Regions from separate parts of the Rattus norvegicus genome. Here region 2 is linked to region 1. A link is a contact called in public HiChIP or PLAC-seq data. All regions are on one chromosome and are shown on one strand. Each heading gives the region's core, a stretch centred on a gene start, on an enhancer-like site or on the middle of the called end of the contact. The rest is flanking DNA. Distances are from core to core; before and after follow the strand shown. Region 1 overlaps Pxdc1 (PX domain containing 1). Region 2 overlaps Slc22a23 (solute carrier family 22, member 23).

The links. HiChIP or PLAC-seq counts read pairs in DNA pulled down with a chosen protein or histone mark.
Region 2: an H3K27ac HiChIP or PLAC-seq map of oligodendrocytes shows a contact between it and region 1, with 8 times the contacts expected there. The contact joins two enhancer-like sites. A contact is called at or near these places in 2 of 12 Hi-C or Micro-C datasets (Schwann cells and liver) and 1 of 1 datasets of contacts at active chromatin or transcription factors (oligodendrocytes).

The regions. Positions count from the first base shown.
Region 1 is chr17:30,491,451-30,494,150 of GRCr8, reverse strand. The region is part of intron 1 of Pxdc1 (PX domain containing 1); the gene reads right to left. Among named protein-coding and RNA genes, the nearest start is that of Pxdc1, 11 kb to the right of the region's middle. Within about 2 kb of position 1,305, at least 12 of the 93 cell types and tissues checked have an H3K27ac peak or open chromatin away from gene starts, as enhancers often do. A contact at or near this core is called in Schwann cells, where this site is marked.
Region 2 is chr17:30,812,339-30,815,189 of GRCr8, reverse strand. The region is part of intron 3 of Slc22a23 (solute carrier family 22, member 23); the gene reads right to left. Among named protein-coding and RNA genes, the nearest start is that of Slc22a23, 64 kb to the right of the region's middle. Within about 2 kb of position 1,324, at least 42 of the 93 cell types and tissues checked have an H3K27ac peak or open chromatin away from gene starts, as enhancers often do. A contact at or near this core is called in Schwann cells, where this site is marked.

The DNA.
Region 1 (2,700 bases), core at 56-2,555:
CACTATCATTAAGAGGGTGTGGCTGTGTGTGTACAGAAGGATGCAGGTTCTATGCTTACAGTAGATTGCTTTGAACATGCTTCCTTGCTACAGAGTAGTCTACAGAGGACTGAGCCTAGTGAGGACTCCTTGGGACTATTGTAAAGAGAAATAAATGCACCCCTCCCCAAATAAACCACATAACAGTCCCTTGGGAGCTGCTCTCATCAAAGAGGCAAAGCTACCCTCTGGTTTCTGAGAGCTACAATCCTCATTCTGGGCCCGTCACACCGACACAACAACTACGCTTATTCTCTGAAAGAATGACTCGTAGGAGACCACCGTCTTGAGCATCCAGTGCATGGCCAGCCCACACCACTGTACTGAGTAGAAGCATCCAATTCTGAATTCTCAAACGACGAGCTTTGATTCTTGCTCATTAGATGAATCTTTCATATGGATCTTTCACAGTGGTGAAAGACCTCTTGGTTGGGTTCACAGGCTCCAACAGGGAGGGAAACACACACGGCTTCACACCAGTGTGCTGGTTGGAAGGAGAACATCCCCAAATAGGCTTGGATGGTTGAACAGTTGGTGACGTTGTTTGTGGAGGTTTAAGAGGTGTGGCTTTATTGGAGGAAGTGTGTTACAAGAGGCAGTCTTTAAGAGTTTAAAAACCTGGGGTTGGGGATTTAGCTCAGCGGTAGAGCGCTTGCCTAGCAAGCGCAAGGCCCTGGGTTCGGTCCCCAGCTCCGAAAAAAAAAAAAAAAAAAAAACTACCAAGAGTTTAAAAACCTACATTGTTTCCAGTTCTCAGTCTTCTTGCTTATGGCGCAAAATGTGAGCTCTGGGCTCCCTGCTCCTGCTGCATGCCCACTGCTTGCTGACATGCTATCCCATCGGGAACTTTAAGGCTACATAAGCTCTTCCTTTCATGCGTTGCCTCGGTCACTGTTTTATCACAGCAATAGGAAGGCATTAACAACAATCAGTCTTTCAAGCCGGCCAGATTTCACAACTGAGTGAACTGTGAATTTCAGATAAGCCGGGAGGAACACAATAGTAACAGCTTGTCTACTGAAAATACATTTGCTGTTTGTCTCATGCTCAACATGAACTTCATGCCCTGTGCTCTGTTTCTGCTGTGTTCCGTTTCCCAGGATGCAGTAGAGAAAAGCAAGGGTGTCCTTCGGGCCTCTGGAAACAGCATCAGAATGCTGGCTCTGTTGGATGTGATCCCAGAATACCTTACTGGTTCCATGCCATTTCTCACAGCTCTGGGAAAGCACTGAGAAAACAGATCCTGCTGGCCAACAGGTCTCCCATGCCCACAGTGCAGCCTGTGTCTGGCACAGGCGGCCAGGAGAGCACTATCCGGGACACAGGGGCATTCAGACTACAAGTCTGATTTGGTTTGATTGCATCTGCTTCCTTAGACCAGTCTTTGTGCTTCTGAATGAAAGCCAAGTGGTGTTCTTTGGAAAAGCAAGTGTGTTTGAGACCTGAAACGGGAAGCATCTGAATTGGGAAGGAAGCCTGTGGGACCCTCACATGTGAGCAAAGAGGCAGCAGGTGATTCTCTCAAGCTGTGAGACAGGTGCTTTCGGCCATTACTTCTGCGTGCCGGCTCTCTGGTGACAATCAAGCTGACTGTCTAGGTCAGTTTTCTTAAGGAGCCACATCCTGTCTCCAAGAACCTCTCTCGCTGAGTGACAAAGAGCACTTGTGCCTTCCCCAGGTGGTACAGCAGCTTTGCGAAACGGTGGATTTCTCTGACATTTTCCTAACAGCACTACAACCTGATGACCATCGCTGTAGTTACAGCTCCTGGGCTAAGGAGCGAGCCTCAAGAAGCAGGAAAAGCCAGCATCCAGCATCCCTGATCTTAATCTCTATCAACCTCCAGGCCAACAAGGCACAGATGAGTCCACCAGTCCACCTGGCTTCTGACAGCCCCAAACCCCAAAGCTCACAGGGCCATTTCCTTGGGGTCCTGGACATCACTTCCCTTCAATCAATTATAAAATGTTTTCTATCAAAAAGTATCTTGACATGAAATGAACACATCCATGAGTGCGTACACACACACACACACACACACACACACACACACACACACACACACACACATACCTACCTCCCACTATTCCAGGACTACAATGCAGAAAATGAAATAAATTTTCCTCTGGAAACTTCTGATTGTTTCACACCCCTGGGGTTTCTTAGTTTCACAGCTGGTGGGATCCCCAAATTTCCGATGTCACTATACTACTGATAATCAGGCTTTCCAAGCACCAGCTGTGAAAGGCAGAGCTCTGAGGGCAGTCCACATATGGGTCTGCTTTAATTTTTCAGGAACAGGTGACAGGAGCCATAGGTTCAAGCAGGAGGGCTACTAGCACAGTGCCCTACTTGTTCACATTCACACCCTTTCCTATTGCACCTGCTAAATTTTCCCTTGGGACTCAAGTCATTTAGCTCTTAAAGGCTTGAACCAGCTTTTCCAAATATCACTTGCCTATCATAAACCACAATTTTCAACTTTATTTTTTAATGTATTTAAATACAATAACCTTAGAGTACCCAGAGCTTCTGGTTTTGATATTCCAAATATCACTAGTGATTTAAGAAAAGTCAGCCTGGAGCTGCCCAGGGGTCCTTTCTTGCCTTGAAAGAAAAGAACAGAGAATTTGTGTGTGTTTAACTGGTTTTGTCAAAAGC
Region 2 (2,851 bases), core at 75-2,574, 320 kb before region 1:
ACCAACTCTGACAGCCAGGGAGGTGACATACGTGACAGCTAGACTGCTCTCAAGAAGCACAGGCTGACCTCAAACTCAGCTGTGTGACTAAGGATGACCTTGAACTCTTACTTCTCCTGTCTCAACTTTTTAAATGCTGGGATGACAGGTATGTGCCAGCACCGCCAGGGCTGCAATTGGCAAGGATTCTTTTGATGGGGGCATCATCCACCCACTCAGTCAGCATGAAGGGCCTCCAGGCACTGCTGAGTTCAAGACAACCCAATTCCACATGTGGGCAACAATGGCTGGAAACAAGGCTCCAGGCCAGAATCACACACAGGATTTCCTCATCACAGCAATTCTTGTGGACTATCACAGATGAGCAGAAGGACGAAACTGTGTCTGTGAACTCACTATTTTACACAGTGGATTAAACTAGAACTCAAAGATAGTCTCTAAAGAATATAGTGATTCTAAATGCCTCCCGATCCATAGGGGCTAGCATTTCTATATCTGAGCCGCATTTAAGAAATGAGAAGCAGGAACTGAGGTAGATGCTTGCACAGCTGCATCCACAGCAGCATCCGTCACTAATCTGTGGACAAAGCCCAAGAGTGAGAGGGTAAAGAAAGTGTGGCATTTCCGTTCAGTGAGTGTGACTCAGCCAGTGATAATCCTTGGAGACATTATACTAAGCAACAACAGCCACTCAGGAACACTGCTTGATTCTACTTCTATTCTGATTTATAGAAACAGAAAGCCAGGGACACATGTGGTGGAGCGCGCCTTTAATCAGGAGGCAGAGGCAGGCAGATCTCTGAGTTGGAGGTCAGCCTGGTCTACAGAGCAAGTTCCAGGACAGCCAGGTCACACAGAAAAACCCTGTCTCGAAAAACAAAAACAAAAAAGAAAAGCAAACAAACAAACCAAACCAAAACACGAAACAAAGCCAGAAATTAAAATGTTAACTTCAGGAGCTGTAGCAGGACTTGAGGGGCCATCATGTAAAGGGTACAGTTTCGTTTTGCAGGATGAGGAGCTCTGGGGACAGATGGATGTGGTGACCACACACCTCTGTGCCTCTGTGAATGAACTTCATGCAGCTAATGCTTTGTCTACTTCTCACAATATATATACAACAGGAAGTTCCAGGATACAGAACCCTTAACTGAACCATACACCAGGCTAGCCCTGCCCCCACTATTGGGCATTACCCTGGCAGTATAACCTGCAGGTCAGTCTCCTGAAGCCTTTGAGGCCACAGTCTCTCAGAGGCTGCCATCCGTGTCCACGGAGTGATGTGGCCAACACATGGGCCTGCAGCTGGCCTGTGTAGACAACAAGAGCTTCCTGTCTTCAATGCAAACAGCATTCCTCAGAGTGCATTCTGTTGCCAGGACAAGGCATGCACCCGTGCTGGAATGCTCCTTGTTTTCAGCACATCTTCTCACAAAGAACATCCACAGAATCTTCCACTCAGCTGCCAAGATGTGCAACACGTGGGAAACTGACAATGAGACACGTCACTCCAAACGATCCTGTGCGCGAATTCCCCATTAAAACTCATCTTTGCTAGTCCACCCAGGAGACTACACTGGCTTTAAGAAGATCACGTTTCCATACTCCTCCCAGGGCTTCCATTACCTGGCAAGGCAGAGTTAATAAATGACCCAACTCCTTTCTATCCCATGTTCCATGGAAGACCCTTGGCTTGCCCAGCAAATCATTAGGAGTTTAGAAACACAAGGGAGGAAAAGGGGGGAGGCAGGGAGGGTGGGAGGGAAGAGAGGAGGTCCGTAGGTACTGATAGTCCACGCAGGCACTGAAGGAAGGCAGACAAGCCTCAGCATTGAAAGAGGGAAGGACAAAGAAAGCCTTACTGTTTCACACATTTTATATATGGAGCCAACAGTCAGGGATTCAGTCAAGTGGGCACCAGTAACTCATTTCTTCTTTGTCACTTCAACAACTTCCCTTGTTTGTGGCGTGGGGGAGGAACTCCCTGTATAAAGCAGCCAGCAGGAGGCTCCTACTTGGTCTAAGGCAGCCTTGTCTTTAGTGCTGCAGAGGCTGGCACTGCCTGGTCACAGCCATCTCACAGCCTGGGGGCTCTGAGCCACCGTTCAGCAGCAACAGTAAGCACTGTTGGGGACAGTCTGCAGGCCAAATAGCCCCTCTAACCACCCTTTTGCTTCACTGATAAAGAAGTGAGTACTAGACAGCCTGTGACTTGTGCCAGTAGAAGAGGCAGCAATGAGACCTGATCTCTGACCCTAGGTAACCTTCTCACATCCAGGGCAGCATCTGGGCACCTGACGGGTGTCAATGCTCATCTCCTCACCTCTGATCATTACAAGCAGTCATTAGGAACAAAGTTGGGTACCCCATGGGTGTCAGGGCTTAGACTTCCTCTGGTATAGCACTTAAGTCACCCAACTCACTAGGTACAGTGGCACATGCCTTTAATCCCAACATTTGAGAGGCGAAGGCAGGCAAATCTTGGTGAATTCAAAGTCAGCCAGGTCTGCTTAAAGAGTATCAAAGCCAGCCAAGGTTACATAGTGAGACCCTACCTCAAACAGTCAAACAAACAAGCAAACTCACAGCTCTTCTCTAACCTTAGGCAGTTTTTTGCCAACCTTAGTTTTCCATAATGTCCCTATCGACTTTTTGGTAAAAAAAAATGTGTGAGTTTAAGAGAGCTGTAGCCTGTGAGGGCAGAGAAATCAAGAACATGCACTGGGCACCCACATTCTCACTTCTGGGGGTCTGCTCAATGATAAAAGACAGAAGGGGATTCGCTGACTGCAGAGAGCAGAAAGGTAGCAACAGTTCTGTGAAGCCTGCTCCCAGAAGTGGGCTTGCTAGA